Linked DNA regions of Sus scrofa: all the other regions are linked to region 3. Evidence: chromatin contacts called from public Hi-C and HiChIP or PLAC-seq data. All regions are on one chromosome and are shown on one strand. Each heading gives the region's core, a stretch centred on a gene start, on an enhancer-like site or on the middle of the called end of the contact. The rest is flanking DNA. Distances are from core to core; before and after follow the strand shown.

Region 1 (3,310 bases), core at 226-2,725, 470 kb before region 3:
TGAGCCGCGTCTGCAACCTACACACAGCTCACGGCAACGCCGGATCGTTAACCCACTGAGCAAGGGCAGGGACTGAACCCGTAACCTCATGGTTCCTAGTCGGATTCGTTAACCACTGTGCCACGACGGGAACTCCCCATATTTTAACTGAATTGTCTTTTTCTTTTTGGTGTTTTTTTTGTTTTGTTTTTTGTTTTTGCTTTTTAGGGCTGCACCCATGGCATATGGAAGTTCCCAGGCTATGGGTTAAATCAGAGCTCTGTCTGCCCACCTATACCACAGCCACAACAATGTGGGATCTGAGCTGTGTCTGTGATCTTCACTGCATCTCATGGCAGTGCCAGGTCCTTAAGCCACTGACCAAGGCCAGGGATTGAACCTACATCCTCATGATTACTAATCAGATTCGTTTCCACTGTGCCACAATGAGAACACCTCTTTTCGTTTTGTAGGAATTTTTTGTTTGGTTCTGCTTTATTTTCTGTTCAGGTATATTGTGGATATAAATCCTTTGGCAGATACATGTGTTGCTAATATCTCATTACAGTTTGTGGCTCGCTTTTACTCTCTTAGTGGTGGATCCTGGTGGGCAGGAACCACTTGTATCTCATTCACTTGGGAGGGAGGCCTGGCATAAAGTAGGTGCTCAATAAGTTTTCCTTGAATGGGGGAGTTCTCCCTGTGGTGCAGTGGGTTAAAAATCCCCCATTGTCTGAGGCAGCGCGGGTTAGATCCCTGCCCGTAGCAGTAGGTTAAGAATTCAGTGTTTATCACAAGGCTGTAAATCAACTATATTTCAATAAAACTTTTTAAAATGAAGGAAAACAAAAAAACCGAGTTGTTGCAGCTGCAGCTCAGATTGGATTCCTGGCCAGGGAACTTCCATATGCCCTTGGTGCTGCGGGAAAAAGAAAAAAAACTTCTTGAGTGAATAACTGGATTGAAGTCCTAGCTCTGGTCCTCAGCTTCTCCAGGTGGGCATGTTAATCCCTGTCTGCCCATATGATAGGATTTTGTGAGACGTTCTGGAGACAGAGTCGAATTTGGAGGTTCTCAGACAGTGTCAGCTTTTACAATCAGAAAGGGCGGAGCTGGATCCTTCTCCAGGAACCTGCCTGGGAAACTCCACGTGGGCGCCCCGCCCATAGCAGGCTCCACCCACAGCTGGGCTCTCTTACGCCTGTCACTTAGCTGAGGGGCGGGGCAGAGAGGGCACGCCAAGGGGGCGTGGTTACAACCTTGAACGGGGAAGTAGGTGGAGCTAATGATGTCACTGACCAATGAGAGGGAAGAGTCTTGAGCCGTAGAGAGCAAGGCCGAAGGGCCCTGTGATCGTTGTCTGCGTTTCCATTGGGCGGCTTGGCGTTGTTAGGGAAACGCAGTAAGTTGAAGGGGAGGGGTTTCTAGGGAGGCGGGGCTCCCGGGGGCGGGCCGCCGGGACTCTGCTAGGGCCGTCAGCTGACCGGCCGCCATCTTGTCCGCCATTTGCAAGCGGCTCGGCGCGGAGCCGGAGGGAAAGGGAGCGCGGCCTGCCCAGCGGGTCGTCGCCGCCGCCGCCCCCGCCCCCGCCCCCGCCACCCCGCCGACCGCCGCCGACCTGGCCTGAGAACCCGCCCCACCGCGGCGGCCGGCAGCGCAGCGCTCCACGGGCGGCAGGCGAGGCCCCCTTGCCCCTTCAGGGCACCCGGCCGCGCGTCTCCCAAGTCTCGAGCCCGGCGGTGGCCGCCGCCGCGATGGCTCTCAAGATGGTCAAGGGCAGCATCGACCGTATGTTCGACAAGAATCTGCAGGACCTGGTGCGCGGCATCCGGAACCATAAGGAGGACGAGGTGAGCCCGGCGCGCTGAACCTGGCCGGGCTTCTTGCCCTGACCCCAACCCCGTTCGATCCCGAATCGGTCCTACCCGGCAGGACCCAGACAGAGGCCCCGCTCCTGGCTTGAGCCCCGCCTGCCTATCCGCCCTGGATTTACGCACGCTCCGTCCGCGAGCCTCAGTTTACCCGCTCGGCGGTGGGGGCCCGCCTCCTCCTCCCCGAGGGTAGCCCCGGAAGAGGCTTGGCAGTGTCGTCACACACACCCAGTGCCACTGGCCCAGCGGCGGCTCTCCCGTCTTGAGCATGTTTCTGGATTTCTTGTTCAAAGTGCAGGACCCCCACCCCACCCCAGGTCTTGGGCTCCTGTTTAGGGGACCTTGTCCGTAGGTCGCCCCCAGAGGGAACCCCTTATGGGATTAACGCAAGTCCAGATCGCTCCCTGGTGCCCGGCTTGGAACTGGGCCTAGCCTCCTGGGCCGGTATTCCCACCCCGCCCCTGGAAGATGGCCAGGCCGCCACTCTTGGGGGCAACGATGGGGGGACAGCGGAAGCCCTAGGCCAAAATAAGGAAACCCCTCAGGGGTCCTGCAAGGGAGAAGCCGACTTCAAGTAGAAACTCCACAGCCAGGAAGGAAAACGCTTTCCAGAAATCATAGTACAATCGTGGGCACCATTTTCATCTCTCCCCCATCCCCCCAACCTGTGACCTAGATTTAGGAGGAATTGGGCGAGTTAGTGACCACCGGGCTGCTGGCTTCCAAGGAAGAAGGCCCAAGCCTACAGTTACGCAGTGGGACAGGGAAGAAAGTCCCCCTTTCCCTGCTGGAGGGAGAGGCTGCCCTAAGGAGAGCAGCTGTATGATCTTGTGCCGATCCTAGTGCCAGAGGCCGCCTAGCCCTCCTCACAATGGCGCCGGGCAAGCCCAGCATTACAGAGAGGAAGGTGCAGAGAAGTTAAGGAATTTGCCAGGAGGCACCAAGGGCCCTAGGCTCCAGCTCTGTTCTTCTGCTAGGAGCCTGAGTTCCTGCCTCTTTGTTACACTTTTTCAGAACGGGTGTGACCTCGCTGACATGTAACTAGGTTTTTTTAGCTCATTTCCGGCACCCCTTCTCTTCTCTGGGTTCGTTTGGGATTAGCAGCATGTTGGAAGCTGTGGTCAGTTGTGCTGGTAACAAGTGTATTTGACCCTGGTCTGATTTCAGTTTCGTTGTGAGTTGAGAGAGTGGCTGGTTGGGCTGCATTTCAGGTGCTGAGCATGGCTAAGCTAATTTGGAAGGTGCTTGTACCCCTAGGTTCCTTTCCGCACTGAGTGCCCTCCAGCCTCTCCCCTCCTTTGGTGGAGATTTTGAAGCAGTCGTTTCCCTGGGTTCTGAGGCTCAGGGGCCTTTCTGATGGAGGAGTTCACACTCCAGTTAGGATGTCTGGATTTAGGGGTGTGTGCCCATCATCAGTGGCAGCATCCTCGCTATGCTTTCTTCATTTGGAACTGATGAAA
Region 2 (3,355 bases), core at 123-2,622, 280 kb after region 3:
GGGTCCCCCAAGTCCGGCGAGGGAAGTCAGGGCTGCACGATTTCTGAGGGTGCCAGCAAGGATCCCCAAACTCCGGGACTGGCGGCGCTCTGGGGCACGCCGGGCGCCCAGTCTCCCAAATCTGCAGGCGGTGGGGCGCCCTGGGGGGAGATGCACGCGGAGCAGGAGTCCCCCAAACTCCGGGGGCCAGAACTCCCGGGGGATCCCGTGGGAAGCGGGAGCCCCCACTCCGCGGGCAGCGCGCAGGGACGCTCCGTGCCCAGGGCGGGAGACCAGGCTGAGGTGGAGCTCCCGGGGTCTCCCAGCGCCCGGTCCCCGCCCGTAGCCACGCTCACCTGGGGTTACTGCGGTTCCAGTAGACAGCGTAGCGGTCCGAGTTGGTGCGGGCGGCGTCCTCCGCGCGCGCTAAGGGCGGCGGCGGCGGCAGCGGCAGCAGCAGCAGCAGCAGCAGCAGTGGCAGCAGCGGGCGCTGCGCGGGCGCCATGGCCCCGGTCCGGCCGCCGCGCTCCCCTGGCCGCCGCCTGCCGGCCGTCTCCGCCTCCTCCGCCGCCGCCGAGCGGGCGGGCACAGGGCGGGCGGGAGGAGGGCGCGCCGGCGCTTGGAGATCCCCAGCCGCCCCCGCCTGGGCGCGCGCGACCTCGGGCGCCGAGAAGTCAGGCGGCGGCAGGCGGGGCGCCGGGGTCGCCCCGGGCGCCGGCCCGGCCGCGCGGACTCTGAGAGCGCGGGCCGTCGCCGCCGCACCCGCCGGGGAGGGGCTGGGGCTCCGGCCTTTGTCCCGCCCGAGCGCCGGGAGGGCCGCGGGCGCCCCCTCCTGCCGTGCCCCGGACACACGGGGGCTGGGCGGGGGGCTCCAGCCGCAACCGCGCCCTCGCCCCTCCACCCCCGCCCCAGTCTAATGGTCCGGATGAGTACCCCACCGCGGCCTGCCCACCTCCGCAGGGGCCAACCCCAGCCACCAACTCTGCGGGGGCGCGCCCCCGTCATCACGCGGGCCTAGCCCAGGGTGTCGGAGTCCCTCACTCACCTCCATTCAAGCCACCAAGTGGTCTGCAACGCCAGGCCCCAAGCAAGGAGTAGAAGGCACAAAGATGGCTCGCCCCGTCTCACCTCCTTCATTCAAACCCAGACCCCAAAATCCTAAACCAGGCCGAGGGGATGCTGTGACACTTCACCCAGCCTGGGGAAGAGTTTTGTGGTGGGGCTGACCTTAAGTCCAAAGCCAACAGCCACTGCTGTCTCCCAGGGCAGTCACTTCTCCTCTCTGAGTCTCTGTTTCCTCAACTAGGAAGTGAAACAGGAATCCTGACCTCACTCCCTAAGGGAGCCAGACAAATAGTGGGTGCCCAATATTCCCAGCAGCCTACAGTGGGGTCGAGGCCAACAGCAGTCAGGAGCATGGGGAGTCTGAGGGGGCAGAGGACAGGAAGGGCACCAGGCAGGGGCCAGAGTGTATGACCTGTTCAGGGAACTGGCACTTCTGTGGGTGCTGGCTGTGTGCAAAAACTGGGGGCCCGGCCTATTTTTCTCCTTACTCATGCCATTGTCTGCCTCACCAGATTCTGAGTTTGTGGAGGTACACTGTCACCAAGTGCTGACTGGAAAGCGCCAGTGGCGCCCAGCCAGATTTTACCTCTCTGGGTTTGTTTCACACTCTCAGGGCTGGCACAGGGTCTGAGAGCCAAGAGCTGGAAGGTTTCTGGGTGATGGATTATGTAAACTCCTCGAAGGAACCTAGAGAGGCCAGAGACTGGCAAAGTAAGCTTCACCTCAGTGAGGCAGGGCAGCAGATGACCCATCCCAGCCCCACACCTCCTACATGTTGTGGGCATGTGCTCTGAGCGTCATCCTCCCCACACTGAGCCCTCTGCTTGGTCTGAGTCCTGCCTGGGAGTCCTTCCATTCTCTTCCTTCCAGGTCTGTCCTCCTTGTGCTTCAGCTACCCCTCCTCCAGGTTCTCTGTCCTCTGCCATCCAGGGAACTCAGCCCATCGGTCTGGGGTGTTCCAGCTTCCAGGTCTTGCTGGTCCTCTGACTATAGGAGGCCAGATCTGAAGTCCCAAGGGAGGGTGGGAGCCTACCCCCCCAAGTGGTGGACGGGGCAGCCCCAGGAGGCCAGGAGAGGACCAGAACTGGTCCAGGGTCACGTGGCAAGGCCTTAAAAAGACTCTCTGGACACTGCTGGACTGAGGGCCTGGGGCTCCCAGCAACTCAGGTCGGGTTTGGCCCAGGCTGGCTAGTCTGGCTCTCGGGGGAGTGATGGGGCAGCCACTCTGGGAGGCCAGCTCTCTGCAATGGAGGCTCGCGGCTGGGCCCAGAAAGAGGGGCTGTGAGCTCAGGATGCCAGGCCTGGCCCAACCCAGTGTTCCTGCCTGCAAAGGAGGCCTTTTGGAAGCTCTCTCTGCCCCCTCCCACGCTGTGGGACCTCAGAGCCCGGCAGGGGTCTCATGTCACACCCAGCAGAGCTTGGGCCTGCAGAGCTGGGGGAGCCAGAAGGGCACACTGGGCGGGGGATGCCCCAGCAAAGGCCCGGGGTGGTTCGGCTCATTTGCATGCAGGGGCCACCAAGGCGAGAGCCGCCACCACCGCTGCCGCCGAGCGGATTTGAGCAGAAGCTCCGTTTTCCTTCTGTTCTTGTCTCTCTCTCAAGGTCAGAGCCGGAGCAGGGACAGGAACAAAGGCGCACGTCCCCCATTCAACCTCCCTGCGCCCGCTGGCCGCTCCCCCAGGAGTGGCCCTGGAGGGGAGGGCTGGCCAGCTCCATGGCCTGGCCCCGGGCAAGGAGGGGGTGGAGGTGCAGGGACAGCTGCCCAGTTGCCCTCCAGGACCCCTGTCCAGTGGGGGCCACTGTCCCCTCCCAGCGCTGGAGGCTGTTGCAGCCTCCAAGCTCAGCCCACAGGAGGTCAGCTGAGATCGGGGTCATCCTGGAGTAAGCTTCCGCTGGAGTCAAGGGTCAGAGATCAGGCTTACTTTGGGGACAGGGTCAGTCTTAGGTTCAAGGTTCAGTCAGGGTCGGAGTTCACTCAGAGTTGACTCAGCACCAGGTGCAGACCCAGGACAGGATCTTTCATAGGTGTCTGTCCCAGTCCACCATGGGCTGCACTCTTGACCTTGAAGCTCTGCCCAAGTGAGGCCCACACCTGCCCCTAACCTGTGGCCAGCACCCACTGCCTATTGTCCACTGACCCCACCCAGCACCCCCTACCCACTAACCCCAGAACCCAGTGGCTTCTGACCCATTACCCGCCACTGGTCACCTGCTGCCCATTGACCCCAACACATCACCCATCACCCATTACCCTCACCCACTGACCCTGGCCCCGCACCCACTACCTATCACTCATCACCAGGTGCCCCAG
Region 3 (3,292 bases), core at 351-2,850:
GTTAAACACAAGAAAAGGAGTTTGGTTTCCCAAGGGCCAGATGAGGATCCTACAGGGAACCCCAGAGGCCTGGGCAGAGAGCCAGTGGTGTGCCAGGGTAGCCAACCATTCTGGCTTATCCTCCATCTCTTCTGGTCACATAACCCTGGTATTCTCTTTTGGGGATCCTCTCCCAATTTCAGTCCATGTTCTCATGTGAGAGGGGGTGATTCTGCCCTGTTTCCATAGCAGGCTAATGAGAACCAGCTTTGGGGCATTCTCTGTGATTATTTGGAAAGAGGTGCCATCTTCCTGCAAGGGTTGCTGGAATGTCAACCCAGAGTTTCTGGGTGCCTCTGCTCAGAGGGAGTTCACCAGAGAGTGAGAGCAACACAAAAGAGCTGAGAAATGGAGGGAAAGATTCATGATAGTGCTAGACTCCTGGATCCACCTGTGCCTGAAGCCATCCAACATGCCTTTAAACGTCCATCTTTTCTCTTAAGCCGACTTTTGTTCTTTATCACTTGAAAGGAAAAGTATTCTGCATCATGAGCTGAAGTGCATTAAGCAGAAGGAACAATGAGGCAGAGCTTCAGAAATTGCTGGATCCAGGACCTGCAGCGCCAAGGCCTCTACACCCACCTCTGCTCATCTTTTTGGGCTGGTATATTCTTCTGCCTCAAGATTTCTCTCTCTCTGTAATTTTCAGGGCACCCTCTATGTCCCACATGTTAAGGGTCCATCAAGGACAGAGGTTTATTCGGGTCCTCTCTGCCCCACCCCCCACCCCCGTGGCCAGGGGCAGGTGAGAACCTGCAGCCCCTGAAACTGCAGTCTTGGAGGGTGCCCAGGTGCTGATTCCAAAAGGACTGGAACGCGACGAAATGGGCAGACAAACCCAGAGTCCAGTCCTCATACCCAAGCCTGCATTCGACACTGGTGGTCCCAAAGGCGGTGACTGAAGAAGGCGAGCTTGGGGCGGCGGGAAGCAGGGTGAGGAGGAGCCGCCTGTCCGGGTCCCAGCAGCTAACAGGTGTCCTGAAGTGCTGACAATGCGAGGAGCCAGGCCTCCCTCTGCCGCCGGAGTGAGGAATCACTCCCAAACGAAACGTGCAAACAATTTACAACAGGGTCTCTTAGCAACAAACAACTCAGCGCGAGCAAACCGACGCTCGGAGGCTCGGGGTAGCACTGCTATCTGGCCAAGGTCCCGCTGACAGCAAGTCCAGTGAGAACGCCTAAATCCTCCAAAAGGGAGTTCAAAACGCCTCCTTTCCCCTCTGCGACACTCTTCCTCGTATGGCCTCGGTTTAACTGTTAATAAAGTTCTGGCATGTAGTAAGGACACAAACTCACCGGACAAATGTCGCGGGCCACGCTTAGTTGCTGGAGGCTGCTCAGCAGGAGTCACTCTGACCTGCGGAGCGGAGGGGCAGGGCCGGCGTCCTCGGGTCCCGCGGCAAGAAAGCCCCGCCCCCAGGCCCGCCCACTCCAGTGTGCGATCTTCAGACCCTCCCCGGAAGCGATTGCAAATGTCTTCCAAGTCTGAGCGCCCTGCAGCGGTGGGCTCCGGGTCTCGCGCAGTCAGCCCGCCCAGACGGGGCGGGGCTTCCTTGAGGGCCTGCGCGCAGCGGCGGTCGCGCCTGCGCAGTGCGTCCGAGCCGAGGGGGCCGGGGTCACCCTGAGCTAAGACTGCGCCGCAATGCTGAGCAGGTTCCTGGGTCCGCGCTACCGCGAGCTGGCCAGAAACTGGTAAGGACGCAGCTCGCCCTCGGACTTGGACCCCGTGTCCTGCCGGGTCCCAGATGGGGGAAACAGAGGCACGGAGCGGCGGCGCGGTGTGTTCTGAGCACACGTGCGTGGAGGGCCCCCGACCCCCTCTCCCTGGGGACCGTAATGCTGCCCACCCAGTCCGCGCCCAGCACCCCCGGTTCAGCTCTTGGGGCCTGGAAACTGACCATATACGCTCCTAACTTTGCTTTTGTTTGACGTTATGAAGCCGACAGCTGCACTTGTCAGAGGCGGGTAGTGTTGGGGTGACCCCACGTGGCAGCTAGGATGGGCGTGCCCACGACGTGGGGCGCTAGGAAACCGGCTTATACTCGGCAGTCGTGTCCCCGGCAAGGAGTTAGGGGTGGGGGCTGGCCCTGGATGGTGGATCTGGCAGGCATCTTCGGGTGGGCTTTACAAACGAAAAAGCCGTCCCTGGCGTCGAGTGGGACCTCCGGCAGCACCCGCAGCCCCTCCCGCAGGCGGCCCAGGCCCCCGGAACTGTCCATTCCTATCTGCCTGTGGTCAGAGCCGCGACACCTCTTCCAGAGTTTCTTTCCGTCGGCAGCCGGCAGCATTCTTGAGTGTATTCGCTTCTAGTCAGAGACACAGCTATAAACGGAACCTTCGTGTCTGACGTTCTAGTCCATGAACAAGAAAAAATAAACCGATGTGACCCACGGCCTGAGGCTGATGTAAAATGTTAAAGGGGGTGTAGTGCAACCCTGTCCCCCCCCTGCTGGCTTCCAGAGGCCAAGAAGCGGGATCCAGCCCCAGGAACCGTGGGGGTTGTGTCCCAGACTTTGTGCTCAGCAACTGAGGACCTCTGGACCCCACGTCTTCATGCGAGGAGGGGAAGGACAGGTCGTGAGGGTGTAAGGAAGTCCCACGAGGGGCTGTCAGCATCATCACCACCTCTCCATCTTTTGGTTCCTCTTAGAAGTCAGGTTCGTGGCCACTCCCTCCCTGTGCGTGGCAGGAATGAGAAGGGGTGGTGGCCTCCCTGAGGGAAGGCTTCTCTGACATTAAATCTCAGAGCTGTTGGGCTGTGGGAGGAGATTCCCCTTCTGTTCAGGACACCTGCCCCGTAGTCTGTTCCAAAGGCAGCGGTAACTTGTGACCTCTCCCAGGCTCAAAGCTGAGTATTATGGGCCTCAACCCCAAGAGCAGGGGTTGCTGCAGGTGGCTCGGGACTGTTGATCCCTCCACTCTCCACCCCAACACCCCCAAGCACATGGCTTAGGATGATCCAGTGAGGTGGTCACCCATGTACAAATTCTGGTCCTGCACAGGCCAGCGATGGAACCTGTAAGACTTCTCTATTGCTGTGTAACAAACAGCCCACCAAATCCGGCAGCTTTACAAACACTGATTATCAGTTTCTGTGGGTCAGGTATTCAGACACACCTGAGCCAGGTCCTCTGCTCAGGGTCTCATCTGAAGCCTTGCCTGGGGATCGCTTTCTAAGCTCACACATGTGTTGTGACCACATGGGCCCCTCTACAGGGCAGCTCACAAAGGGCCAGGAGCTCCCCCTAAAGGG

What was found. A called contact is a pair of places that touch in the nucleus more often than the background predicts. HiChIP or PLAC-seq counts read pairs in DNA pulled down with a chosen protein or histone mark.
Region 1: a Hi-C map of heart right ventricle shows a contact between it and region 3, with 4 times the contacts expected there. The contact joins the promoter of AP3D1 here to the promoter of LOC100524239 in region 3. A contact is called at or near these places in 1 of 5 promoter capture datasets (fetal liver) and 1 of 47 Hi-C or Micro-C datasets (heart right ventricle).
Region 2: a contact with region 3 is called in an H3K27ac HiChIP or PLAC-seq map of alveolar macrophages. The contact joins the promoter of EFNA2 here to the promoter of LOC100524239 in region 3. A contact is called at or near these places in 1 of 47 Hi-C or Micro-C datasets (liver) and 1 of 2 datasets of contacts at active chromatin or transcription factors (alveolar macrophages).

The regions. Positions count from the first base shown.
Region 1 is chr2:76,426,968-76,430,277 of Sscrofa11.1, forward strand. It overlaps AP3D1 (AP-3 complex subunit delta-1), which reads left to right and starts at 1,476. Exons shown (of 32, transcript XM_021084197.1): 1 at 1,476-1,829. The coding sequence starts at 1,734.
Region 2 is chr2:77,178,564-77,181,918 of Sscrofa11.1, forward strand. EFNA2 (ephrin-A2) reads right to left here and starts at 1,373. Exons shown (of 4, transcript XM_005661390.3): 1 at 1,025-1,373. The coding sequence starts at 1,116.
Region 3 is chr2:76,901,619-76,904,910 of Sscrofa11.1, forward strand. It overlaps LOC100524239 (cytochrome b-c1 complex subunit 10), which reads left to right and starts at 1,601. Exons shown (of 3, transcript XM_003122996.3): 1 at 1,601-1,731. The coding sequence starts at 1,682. It overlaps TCF3 (transcription factor E2-alpha), which reads left to right. Exons shown (of 21, transcript XM_021084225.1): 19 at 1-1,731.